2 separate regions of the Gossypium raimondii genome follow, and region 1 is linked to region 2. A link is a contact called in public Hi-C data. All regions are on one chromosome and are shown on one strand. Each heading gives the region's core, a stretch centred on a gene start, on an enhancer-like site or on the middle of the called end of the contact. The rest is flanking DNA. Distances are from core to core; before and after follow the strand shown.

Evidence for each region. Hi-C and Micro-C count contacts between places; a contact is called where the count stands out from the background.
Region 1: a Hi-C map of leaf shows a contact between it and region 2, with 3 times the contacts expected there. The contact joins the promoter of LOC105798114 here to the promoter of LOC105798107 in region 2. A contact is called at or near these places in 2 of 2 Hi-C or Micro-C datasets (both in leaf).

The regions. Positions count from the first base shown.
Region 1 is chr9:2,297,222-2,304,227 of ASM2569854v1, forward strand. It overlaps LOC105798114 (LRR receptor-like serine/threonine-protein kinase RPK2), which reads right to left and starts at 4,104. Exons shown (of 1, transcript XM_012628034.2): 1 at 207-4,104. The coding sequence starts at 3,890. The coding sequence ends at 495.
Region 2 is chr9:2,142,663-2,149,758 of ASM2569854v1, forward strand. It overlaps LOC105798107, which reads left to right and starts at 4,334. Exons shown (of 7, transcript XM_012628024.2): 1 at 4,334-4,468; 2 at 5,519-6,115; 3 at 6,213-6,294; 4 at 6,413-6,479. The coding sequence starts at 5,563. It overlaps LOC105798106, which reads right to left and starts at 4,229. Exons shown (of 10, transcript XM_012628022.2): 1 at 3,992-4,229; 2 at 3,774-3,903. The coding sequence starts at 4,084.

The DNA.
Region 1 (7,006 bases), core at 2,854-5,353, 150 kb after region 2:
TAATCTTGTCCCAAACAGGCAAGTTGAAGATTGTCCTATAAACAAGGCAAGTTGAAGTACAGAACACTACTTTATTGTCACTTTGGGAACAGAATCATACCACTAGACAATGATACAAAACAAGAAAATCTAGTGGTAGCATTTGCAGAATCCTTTTGATGAATGGAACAAATCAAAGCCATTGTTAATCATTGTACTTTATAGAGTGAAAAAACTATTCTATTCTTTTATTTAGACATCAAATGGAACTTACAACTCTAGAACTTGGATTAAGAAAAAAAAATTTATCTGTATTCATCTGCAGTCATCAGTGAACCCCTTATATCCGAGAAATAGCATCGAAAAATGGGGGCAAAACTGTAATTACAATTTACAAGTGGCAATAACTACAGTTCAGAACTCTACCTAAAGGCAGCCAGCGACAACGATCATACAGTGAGTGGGGGCTTACCTCCTATGACCACTATGTTAATCAACAGAAGCTTTATCAGGTCCTAAAAAGACGGTGGCTCAAGTTGCTTTAGCCGTCGCACTACTTGTTTCATTGTAGGTCTAGTCGAGAGTGAATCGACGGTACACACAACTGCCAAGTGTAGAACTTCGACCAAGTCGTTTTGGGGACCTGCATCCCATAAACCTGCAGTGAAGAACTCTTTGGCTTGGCCTTGTCGTAAGAGCATGCAAGACCATTGAACGATGTTGAAACCATTTCCGTAAGGAGAAAATGAAGGATCTAAAGCTTTCTTATCAGAGAGCAGCTCGAGGAGTACCACCCCGTAACTGTAAACATCAGCTTTATCAGAAACACGGCAAGTCATTGCATATTCCGGAGCAACATACCCGAAAGTTCCAGCAACACCTGTGGTAGCGTGAGTTTCTGAAGTTCCCAAAAGTCTGGCCAAACCGAAATCCGATAAATAAGCATTGTGATCATCGTCTAACAAGATATTGCTTGGTTTGACATCACGATGGAGAATACGTGGTACACATTGATCATGTAGGTAGGCGAGAGCTCGGGCTATGTCTAAAGCAATCTTGTGAAGTACCCTCCATTCCACAGCTCTCGTCGACCTCTCTTGAATAAACTTTTCCAAGTTACCACCCGGCAAATAATTGTATATAAGGAATGTCTCAGTTTCACTGGCATGGTACCCGATTAAAGTGACAAGATTCGGGTGGCGTAACCTCCCGAGAATTTTAATTTCAGCATCAAACTGTTGAAAGCCTTGTAACCGTCCAATAGCAAGCCGCTTTATTGCAACTAAAACTCCAGGAGAGATCTCGGCTTTATAAGTTGACCCGAAACCTCCATTCCCAATACAGTTGCTGGCATTGAAATTCCCTGTGGCTTGCACAACAATGTCAAATGTCAACGGCACCGGGATTTCTGTGAAAATAGTCACTTCTTTTTTGGTGGTGCTGATTTTGGATCTTGAATTCCACTTCCTCGTAAATAGGAATAAAATAACAAGAGCCAGAAGAACGGAAACAATGGCTGAAGCGGATGTTATCGATGCTATCTCGATTGAACGGAAACCACTATTTCTATTCTTTTGAGTTGCAGGTCCCGGTGGTGATGCAGCATAATTTTGTGAATCACCTGCTCTAGCTTGATCTGAAGATGGCATTAAGGTGTATGAACGGCACGGTTGTAGAAGAGGGTTTCCGAGAAGGCTGCTGCATTTCATCAAATTATTACTCGACGGCAGTGGCCCCGACAAATTATTGAAGGACACGTTGAAAGAAGAGAGCATAGTCACATTCGCCAAACCAGACGGAATTTGCCCGGACAATTTGTTGTTATTGAGCAGAAGAACAGTCAGATTTTTCAAGTTAACCAGGCTTTCAGGAATTTCACCAGAAAGTGAATTTGACAACAGCTCCAACTTTTCTAAAGATCGCAACAGCCCGAACGTGGAAGGAATAGAACCAGTCAGATTGTTACCAGCCAAAGAAAGAAACCGGAGATCCTTCATCTGCCCAAAACTGCTCGGAATCTGACCTTGTAACAGGTTCCAACTCAAATTAAGAGAAACAAGTGAATCTAAGTCTGCCATGCTCGGGGGAATCAGCCCAGTTATTTGATTCATAGAGACATCCAGAAATTTGAGAGATTTGCAAACTTTACTGATGTCCTCCGGAATCGGACCAGACATTCTGTTGTAGCTGACATTAACAAACAGTGCATCCAATCCGTTGCAGTTCTCGAACAAATTCCCAGGAAATGGTCCACTGAGAAAGTTCTCTCCGGCATAAAATGCATAAGAAATATGTTTCTCCAATCTTTGTGGTGAGACCGGCATTGATAAGACACTGCCACTGAAGTTGTTACCAGCAAATTTGTGAAACACAGCAGGACCCCCATCTCTGTCCAAAAAATTGATAGATGTTCCAACCTGAACTTTACTCGCCAAAAATGATAAATATGCTGATGTTGGGTTGAAGGGTTCAAAAGAATAGGAATCCGATGTAAGAACATCGGGACATCCACTGTTGTCGAATCTCGGGATATTACCTGACAAGGAATTTTCACTGACATCGAAGACACTCATACAAGGAACTGCAAGTTCCTTTTTAAGCTCTCCAGTAAGGCGCTTATTCGAACTCAAGTCAAGATACCGCAGCTTCTTGCAGAGCGTAAGACCGACCGGAATTTCACCGGCAAAGAAATTCTGCGCCAAATTCACCATCTCCAAGTTATCACAAGAACCCCAATCTTTCGGCAAGTTGCCTTCTAACGTTGCTCTTGGAGCCCATAATACCCTCAGCTTTGAAAGCTTTGTAATTTCACTCGGGATCGCACCTTGATAAAAATTAAAATCATCACTTACATAGTTTGCATCCCCTTTAACCATAGCAAGGTTATCATATGGATTAAACATACTTGAAAGAACAAGCACTGTCAAAGCAGAACAGTTCCCGAGCTCAACAGGTACCGGACCACTCAAACTATTCCTTGAAACATCCAACACTTCAAGATTCTGAAGCTGACCGAGTTCACGTGGAATGCCTTCTTCAAACATATTTGTATATAACAACAACGACCTCAAATGACTACACTTCCCCAAACTAGCAGGAATCTCCCCAACAAAGTAGTTCCCCGATAAATCCAAATGCTCAAGCCTACAATCTTCACCAATATCAGCCGGTAATGACCCCCCTAACCACGTAAACGACAAATAAACATCTCTAAACCTTCCGACAAATGCTGGAACGGTTCCATTCACAAGATTACCAGCCAAGTTTAACATCTCCATTCGTTCCAAACTCGAAAGCCAACTTGGTATCTCTCCTCTGATATTATTAAACCCTAAATTAAGAACTCTCAAATTCTTTAACCCGGAAACTGTAACAGGCAATTTCCCAGATAACAAACAGTTCTCTAAATCAAGTACTTCCAACTTTTCCAACCCCCAAATTTCAGAAGGGATTTCACCATGAAATCTATGAAAAGGAAGTGATAAAATCTTAAGTTCACTCAATTTCCCAATGGAAGGCAACAATTTACCAGACAAACTCCCATTACTTACCCCACAATTCCTTCTAATACCAAATCCATAAAATGGGTATAAACTGTAGTTAGAACAAGAAAACGAAGCAGAAACAGCTGTTTTGTTGAGACTATTATTACCTTTTGGACCTTTCCCAAAACCAGTTATGTTAAGAGACAGAACCTTGAAGTCTTTGTCACATGTAACACCAGACCATGAACAGTGATGGGAATTCTCGGACCAAGTGGATAAAAGCCCCGAAAGATCTGAGACAGACTCCTTAAATTCAAGAAGAACAGCTTTGTCTGAAGAATCATCACTCCAAACGACACAGTTCAACGCACAGAAGAGTAAGAAAAATGGCTGCCACTTGATAACTGGAGCTGAAAACGAAGCCATCTTTCAAGTTGAACTTTTTTTTTTTCTAAATGAAAAACTTTAAAAAAAGGCTCCCTTTTTACAAGAATTTGAAGAGGTGAATCTGGGTTTTCTTCTTCGTCTTCTGGTTTGGGTTTTTTTAAAAACCCTAACCCTAATTTTTCGGGCTATTTGGGGAGAGAGAAAATTTCAACAATGAATGGACTCGTTTACTTTCCTTTTCTTCCTTCTTTCGTCTTCCAAAGTTTCTTTAGAACTTTCTTTTTTATTTTTCAGTTAATGGGAAAATTATTAAAAGGTATGGAAAACTTTTGTTATTTATGTAAACATCCGAAACTTATTTTACATTTTTAATTGAGTCCTCCTAACTTATTGGAATTTTAAAGAAAATTTTCGGTGCACTTTTAGTGGAAACTGTCAAATCATTTTATTTATTTTTAACACAAAGAATACAGGATTTTATTTTATTAATTTAATATATAAATATAAAAATGTTTTATTTTAACTAATTAATTGAATCCTGTACTAAAACATAAACATATATTTTTAGAGTATTTTTAGAAAATATAATTTTATTTTTCTCAAATTTCATAATATTATTTATTTTTGCTTAGATGAAAGTACTAATAATCTTTTGTGAGGATCATGCAATTAGTTGTTAACATAATTTAAAAGAATAGTTAGAAATATAACTAAGATAAAAAGAAAGTTTAATATTGAATAAAATTTAAATTTAATGAATTAAAATTTTCATTTTAAATAAAAAAGGTAATTTTAATGGAATTTAAATTCATGTTTAATGAGAATAATAATATATTATAATTTAAATAACAATTTAAAATATAATTATAAACATATAAAACTTTAATGCAAAAGAGAAATGTCCATTTTAACCCTATTTATTTCAAAAAAATTCTTAAGAATTCATCCTTGTAGGATTGATATTAAAATATTTAAAATAGATAATATATATAATTATGGTGCACCATTTAAAATCTAAAATTTAACTTAATCACGATGAGTCTCAATTTTAAAAGAATTAAAGTACACACGCGCGCAAGTGACGCGCACACACATATAAATATGAGTTACAATTATATATTAGCTTAGATGTTACATCAACACAAAAGAAATGCTAACCTAACAGAATTGCCTCGAAGCTTGACCTAAGTCTAGATATTCAAGTGGTTGACTTCGCCGGAAGTGGGGTTTGCACCAATAGCATACAATGTCTTCGAAGATAATAACCCTTCATCATAACTTAAGCGGAAGTATTGCGATGGATCACATTACCTAATCCGAGTTGACCATACTTGTTTTGTCTCCCCTAAAATAATTTCTCATCTTCTCTTGAATTACGGTGAAGGAAAAAATAATATTAAATTAACAAAATCTTTAAAAAATGTAAATGGATCTCACATTTCTAAAATAATTATAAAACAATATAATAATTACTACTATAAAATTTAAAAAATATATAAAACTTCATCTAATATATTAAAAAAGTGTAATACCTAAAAATTTAAATATTCAGAACATGAGAAGGTTGGAAATTTTAAAGGTTGAAGGTCTTATTATATACAAAAGTAAGTAGGTAAGTATGAAATAAAGAAAAGAATTTATATAAATTAAATAAAAATTAAAAAGTAATTGGTTATTAGAAAATTTAAAAACATATTGTAACCTTTAAAATAAATTAAAATATAACTCTTAAAATTAAAAAAAAAAGTTTGGTATAAATACTGATTAACAATAAAAGTAATATTTAAAATAATATTAATTAAAAAACCACATTTTTTATTAAGAATTGAGTATTAATTTGATAGTATGGACATTGTTCCTACTGTAAAAGGATATGGGTTCGAGTGCGAACATTGTTCCTAATGTAAGAGGATATGGATTTGAGTGTGTTAAAGCACATTAACTTCTAAATTATGAGTTGGGGGAGGGGCTAGACATTATATCAAAGAGAGTATCACGCATCAATTCAATTGAGTAAATAATGAAAAATATTTTTTTCAAGTAAAATTGTATTATTTTGAGGGTATTTTATTATTTTAGGAATATTTTTATCATTTTTTATGATTTTATATATATAAAGTATTCCCACGTAACATAGTAGGATTTTAGGAAAAAACCTGAATTCGTTTGCTATGTTTATAAATATTTTTAATTTTAAGAAGAAAAAATTAAAGTGGGTCCTACAAAGCGGTCAATTACGGGTTTAATGATTTTTATTCCTTTGATTTGATAGGTTTAAAAGACAAATTAATTTCAACTTTAAGTTCCCACGTGGCACGCTTAGCTGATCCCACGTGGATCAGCCTTCCAGAAGGTAAAAGTGGGGCCCTTTGTTTTTTTAAAGTGGGCCCATTGTTCTTTTTAGGGATTACCTTAATTCAGGGTTGATGAGGTCCACGTTAGATGAAAAGATTAAAAAATTTGTTTAAAGTTTTATTAAATTAATAGGCAAAACATGTATTGCGTGTATGAATGGAATAAATATATTTGTAAAGTTTTCTATAATTTCTTTTAAAAATTAAATAGGTAAAATAACTAATAAAATTATAAATATTGATGCACTAAATTATATATAAAAACAAAGTTTGAGGATTAAATTTTAAATTCAAAAATTGAAATTTAATCATTTATGTTTATAATGAAAAAGAAACTTTAGACAGGTGTCAAAAAAGAAGACGTTAAGGCCTCTCTTTTATATATAGTAGTATAGATATTATTATTTTCCATAACATACGATGTTTCAAGATTATCTATTCGCCTTTTTTTAATATTAATCAAGTTCACCACTTATAAGTATCGAAATCTACATGGATATGTTTTGGTTGAACATCTACTTGTATATGTGTCGAGTTCAAAACTTTCTTTTTAAAGATTATTAAAAAAATTTAATTGTCATAATTGGTCACGGTAATATGACATTATATTGACCTTGACATCTATGAGTGTCGAGATTAAACATTTTCTTCAGAGGTTCTTAACGGAATCTCTTATAAATTAACCAGCACCTCACCACCTGTAAATGCACCCAACTCCTCCTCCATTTCTAAACTCCACTAACCTTAAAGCCTTTCAATTAATACATTTAATAAACGTTCATCAAATTATTTTTCTCCAAC
Region 2 (7,096 bases), core at 3,084-5,583:
TTCAATAAAGTTTTAAATTAATTGAAGATTACCAAAAAGATATTTTTGGTCTACAAAACAAAAATCGGGTTCCAGAGCACCATTAGGTGTGAGAAAAGTATTAGCACCCACGATGACCAGTAATAAAAACAGTACCTTATTAACTATAGATTGTCATGACTGTTGAGAATTAAAGGTTTTATTTTAGAAAGGGAATTGGAAGTCCATGGCACTTCCATTTTCTAATTCCAATTGACTTAAAATTTTCTTTTTGGAAATAAAGAACACTTTTTTCATATTTCACGATAATCAGCAAAATATGAAAATCATTTTTGTATTATTTTTCAAAAAAAGTATGACTCATTTGATTTTGCAAAGGATAATTCTTTTACTAATAATAATCAATGTAATCCTTTTTGACATGGCAGCTGAGGACCCATTATTTTAACTCAGGAATAGACTGTAACATGTTAATAATAGATTATCACAATTGAATAATTACACACATATATGTATATGGTTTAAAAAACATTTTTCATGTGTATCTCTCTCTACACAAGTATTCAAACACCTATAGAGGTATCCAAATGTTTTAGTGAAACAGATTGAACTCTAAAGTAACATGTGTACTAATTTTTCCAACTTCCTGAGAAATCTGAACCTCATAAGTGCCCAGGATCTAAAAAAGAAAAACTTGGATGTCCTCTCCCCATTAGCTCAATCGAGGGGAATTTTGAAACTCCTCTTCCATTAGCTCGACAGAGGAGAATTTAGAACTCCCCTCCCTAAAAGCTCTATCAAGGGACTGTCCATTAATTAAAAAAAATTGCATTTTGAATTCTAAAATCATATTTAGATGAAAATTTAGAAATGGGAGTTCGGATTTTTAAAAAGGCAAAACTGCAAGTTCTTCCTCCCCAACAAATTTGGCCAAGGATTTCAAGATTGGCCTCCCCAAAGTTTGGCCAAGGGATCATCCATTTTAAAAATCATATAATTTTTACTCATTTCATTAAAATGAGTTTAGATTTTAATATATATACATAAAAGAATGTAGCCTGATTTCAAGAAAAATCCTTAGCTCAATATGCCAAAAATCACTCTTTAACATTGAAAAAACAGTTTGATTAAGATTATTGAAATCTATCCAGTCAAATTTTATATTTTGGACTCATTTTAAACCAAAGTATCTAAATCAGCGCCTAAGGCAAGATTACAATTATCCAAAGCACAACCACATCCAAACAACTCATAATCAAATAGCAACTTCAAGTAATGTATCCAAAACATCACAACACTGCCAAAAATCACAAATAAACACATCCAAACAATTCACAATTACATAGCAATGTCAAACAATATATCTAAAACACCATAACATCCAAACAATCACAAATATTAAGAAAAATTAGGAATTTTCAAAGACAAAACTCTTTTTAAAAAAAAATCAAAACCCCTTTTTACATTACTTGGAAGTTAAAACACTGAAGTTTTACCTTAGAAATCTTAAAGGTTTCTTAATTTCTCCAAGATTGGGTTTCTCTTTCAACACAAGCTCAAGAATTATACGAGTGGCATAAAAAAAAAATCTTAAACATTACTTAACTCCTCGAAGATTGGGTTTCTCTTTCAACACAAGCTCAAGAATTCTATGGGTGGCATAAAAAAATCAGGGTTGCTTTAAACTCCACCCACTTTGGGTTTTTACCCTAGAATTGCATTCTTCTTTTTTTATTGTGTTACCATTTTGAGAATTCAAATCTCTCCCAAAATTCAATTTTAGTTCTAATAGATGGCATAAAATCTGACGACAAATTCTTCAACTTAGCTAATCATGTATGATCAAAATGGATTTAAAGGCACAAAATGTAACCCAGGGTTCAAGGCTACAAAAGAAAGGATAGTCTAGACCAAATAACTATTTGAAGGCAAACCAAGAACCATTTCTTTCCATTAGGAACTTCCTATTTCTTCTTTTTTTTTTTTTCCTTTCACTCATTTCATTTCTTTCTTCTTGTTTTGTTTTCTTTATTCACACTTTTCTTTCCCTTCTTTTCATTTTCAACTTTTGTTGTTGCCTCTCGAAATGAGTTCAAATTTCCAAGCTCTCTTACATTGGCACCTATATCTTGAGGCTCCAATTTCACAGCATAAATGAAAACCACCGGCCCATTTTTTAGACAACTAATTTTGTACTAGACACCAAAAACTCGATTATCCCTAATCTAAGTCCCAAGGTTTTGCTTAAATTGAGTCTCGTAAAATAGACTGAGACCTTTGGCACGTTCAAAAGGAACCTAAAGATCCCGATACAGGAGTTAATAGGAGAGTTAAAATTGGAAGGCTCAAATTAAAAAAGTCAACCATGCATCCTTAAAGTGAAAAGTCAACATTTTGAGAGAGTTAAAATGGATGAGTTAAATGAGCTTAATGAGTGGGAGAAATGGAAGTAAGAAGGGGGCAAATTATAGTCCCATCCTATGTTGCTCGAACCCTTCATTTTTCTCTAAGTACCCATGTTCGGCACTTGTGTCCAATAGTTGGATACAAGGATATACCCTCCAAAGATCTTCCAAATGCATGAAAAAACATAGAAAAATCTAACCATGATTGTGTCAGATACATATATGCATCACTCACACCTGAACACAAGTAACATAAGTTCCACCCCATTTTCATCTGTAGGCTAGGCACATCACGCATGTACATTATCAAATGCAACTTGCCTAAAGTGGTCTACATTGCTTTTCTTGTCTGGCACTAAGGTATAGTGTTGTAAGGCGTACGCCTCGTGCCTTTGCATTAGACAACAAAAGCGCCTCAGACCCTTTCTCATGAGGTCCATTTGATAATTGATTAAGCATGCACTTGGTCCACCTCGGCGCACTCTTTGCAAGGCAATAGGCACAAAAAAGAAAAGCCCACCCAACCAAGGTTACCTTTAACTTCTATTATTTTTCACATTTTTGTTAGATATATCTTCACTGGTAAGAAAGGAATAGAATCCAATTCTATATTCCTCAATTATTTGAGTATTCAACATAGAAATGGACCATCTTGACCAACAAAAAAATTTACATGTTTTGTAGATAAAGTAGACCATATATATGATATATATATATTACATATATATATAGAGATTTATATGTATATATATGACATATATACATAGATAAATTCATAGACAGACACGTACAAAGTTTCACCCATGTACATATAGCGATTTACTTCACTCAAGTTGGAGTCTTTTTTTTTTTTTTTGCCTTACACCTAGAGGCAACATTGGGTCCTAGTGCCTAGAGAGCACCCTGCACCCTTGACAACATCGCTAAGGCAAAAGGCCTAAGCGCATGCCTTAACAACACCAGCTGAATCCATTTCCATGCCATTGCAACTCAAATAAATAAATAGAAGTTACAAGTGACTTCAAAACAAAAGTTCGATCTACTGCACTAAGAAGTAAGAAATAAAACTTAGTTTGAAAGATCTCAACTATTTTGTCAAAAGAAGTTGCAGACTTGGTAGCTGTTATGTACTCAAATGATTAAAACTGGAGAAAATCAAAACCAACCATTTATTTTCCAGAAAGTTGAATCTTTAATTTATAGATTTTTGAAAACATTATTTGTTTGTAATTCCAAACACGCTTTAAGAAAATGCAACAACTTGACATAATATTAAGAATTCCACAAACTTCAATGAAACGCGAATGAAGCTAAGAAAATAATATTCATCTCAATTCATAAATCTCCCAAATTATTCAAATAAATAAAAAGAAAAGGGGTAATTTGTACCTTTATCAGAGACCTTGGAAAACACCAAATCAGCAGAAGTGAGCATCAAAGAAGCTAAATCCAACCATCTTCCCATCACTATACACTCTTGCGCTTCCATACAAAGTCTCGTCACTTGCGGCTCCGCAACCTTCCACCATAATTGAGCAAAACAAAATTAATGAAAATTTAAAATTTCTGATTTAAGAATTTCTTTTTGGAAAATAAATTGAGGTTACCTCTGGACCAGCATCGGCCCAAGCGAGTTCGGACGTGAAGCGGACGACGGCGAGAGCGGGATCATCTTCGGAGGTTGGAACGACTGTGGTCATTGTCGTTTTGCAGCTCTCTGTAAAACCCTGGCTTCGCTTTGGTAGGGGGCGACAAAGCAGACAGAAGAGCAGCAAGAGAGCGAGTGGAAAACCCTCAGTTTTTTTTTTTTTTAAGTCATTATTATTTTAAAGATATTAGTTATATTTTTAAGGAATTTGGATTGGTACGGACAGTTAAAAACCAGACCAGATCCAAAAGAACTGAAAGTATTGATCATAAAACGGCGTCGTTTACAAGTAGCTTAACCCCAAAGTAATAATGAGAGGGGGCGGTGGGTAGATATAAGAGAAAAGTAAGATCTATAGGATACTAATAAGTCGTTTATCTTTTTCTACAAAATCCCAATCTCTGACATCAACAACTGAATCCCATTTCTCTAAGAGGTCTGTTCTTCTTCTTCTTCTTCTTCTTCTTCTTCTTCTTCTTAATACCTACTTTTTTGGTTTTTAACATACCCTGTGTTAGGATTTATGGGTCTCTCTCTGTGTATTTGAAGTGTTGTTACATGTTCTTTCTTAAGCTTAATTCTTTGTTCTAAGAACGGATTTGCTATTGTAATCACGGAAAAGCCTGGAATTTTGTGTTGAGGCAAAGATAAAATTAAAAAGGACTTGGGGGCAGAAGATGATTTTTTTTGTGTGTGTTCAAATGATTGACTTTTTGGAGAGGATAGAAATGCAATTTGTTTTCGTTAAAATGGACTAAATTAAACTGTTAATTTTTGAAAGGGATTAAAAGTGCAATTATACCATTTAACCCTGGCTTCCACCCTGATTGGAGTACAATTATTTTTTATATACACCACAGCAGTGGAATTCAAAAACTATTTGTTTTACCAGATTTATGCACTTTTATTTGTTCATGTTGGTTTAACTATGGTAAGAAACCCAATGTTGAGTTATACTAAGTTTGTATAGTTAGATAAATCAACAACTAAAAGGTATAACTATGTTCCTTCGACTCTTCATTATCCTTGAACTATCTGTGTCCGACTTATAGAAGTGTATGCCCCTTTAAAATTATGGAAGAATACAAAAAATTTATCCTTAGTCCAAGCAACATAGGGGTATAATACAACTCTCCATACTTGAATCTTAGTTCAAAAAGCTGGTTGGACTATAATGTTTTTGCTAGGTCATGTGAGTTTATAAACTTGGAAAATATAGATGTGTTCTGTAGATTGTTCATAATTTAACTGGATGACTTGAGTTAGAATATGTATTTTAGCATTTAGACTATTTTTGTATTTTAGACTCTGGGTATGGGAGACTGTTTGCCTAGATATCCAATCCATTGAATTGTTTGGTTGTTCCTAAATAACGAAGAGAAAATTTTATGTGGAATCATGAATGGTTAACTAATAGCGCCGAGCATGAAGTTTGCATGTTATATTAGTAAGTTTGCTTCATCATGTCATTTGATACTTATTGCAGGGCCCTATCAAAAAAGGGAATGAATTGAGGAGGTTGGGGGAAACATGGAGGCTGACTTGGTTAAGGAAAATGATAGAAAACGATCATTGCATGAAAACCATGGGTTTTCAACCAATTCTGATTCTTTCTCAATAGCCAATATTGAAATGCAAGGTAGCTTTGTAGAATTAAATGAGTCGCAAGCTTCATTTGTGGGAACTTTCGAGACAGGCAAGGATGCAGCCCAGATTTTTTCAGAAACAAGGTCAGCGATTAGAAAGAAAACCAAGTTTAGGAAAAGGATGGAGCAGCTTGATTCCTCGGACTGTAGTGATCAAAGTCAGATTGATAAGCATCCTGAGGAAGTTGGCCTTACTAACACTGATCAAACGAATACTGTTTCAGGTCCAACTCTATCGGATGAAGGGAATAGTGAAGAAAAGATTGATTCATTTGATGCAAATGATACGAGTGATGTATCTCTTGCTATTGCTATACCTCCTGTTAGTCAATCGAGGAAAAAGCTGCTTGTTCTTGATTTGAATGGGTTACTTGCCGATATAGTCTATAATCCTTCAATTGATTGCACTCCAGATGCACTTGTTGCAGGACGGGCAGGTAAGAACTTGGTTTCAAAAACTTTATATGCTTGTTAATGCTTTTTGCATTCTAAATATTTTTAAAACTAATTGGAAATTTGCTTCTTTTCTGCCAGTTTTTAAGAGACCCTACTGTGATGATTTTTTGAAGTTCTGTTGTGAGAGGTTTGAAGTTGGTATCTGGTCTTCAAGAAACAGGTACTTCTCATTTTTTTTCTTTTGGAAACAAATAATTTATTGCCTTCTCTTAGTGCTAGATTGTTGCCATGGAGAATTGATGTATCATCTTACTTGCTGGAATTTTGAACTTTTGCAGGAAAAATGTGGAAAGATTTATTGATTTTCTGATGGGAGATATGAAACAAAAATTGCTGTTTTGTTGGGTAATTATGGCCTGTTTCATTTTACTTTCTGTTAAACCATGCAATCTGCATAATTCTTCTTTATGTTTTTGTTTTCTAAGTCATCTTCGATAGCATTGCCTTGTCGTTATCTATAGTTAAGAAAATGTTCAAGCTAAAAGCATTCAAGATTGATGGTTGTCACTAACAATAGTAAAGATTGAATCTTCGAGCTGTTTAACCTTTGATTTTTATTTTCAGAAAAGAAAAGAAAAGGCCTGCTTGGTCCCTTTACCTAAGAAAATGCTATTGCTGATTGGTATTCAATCACCAGCAAGAGTAAAGATTGAATCTTCGAGCTGTTTAACCTTTGCTTTTGTGTTATCAGAAAAAGAAAGAAGAAAAATGGCCTGCTTGGTACCCATCTAAGAAATTGCTCTTGCTGATTGATATTCGATCACCAGCAAGGGTAAAGACTGAATCTTTGAGCTGTTTAACCTTTGCTTAGAATTCTCAGGAAAAGAAAAGGAAAAAAGGCCATCTTGTTGTCCCTGCCTAGAAAGTGCTCCAGCTGATTGGTGGTCAATCACTAGCAAGAGCAAACATTGAATCTTCGAGCCATTTAGCCTTTGCTTTCTGTTCCATAAAGAAGAAAAAAC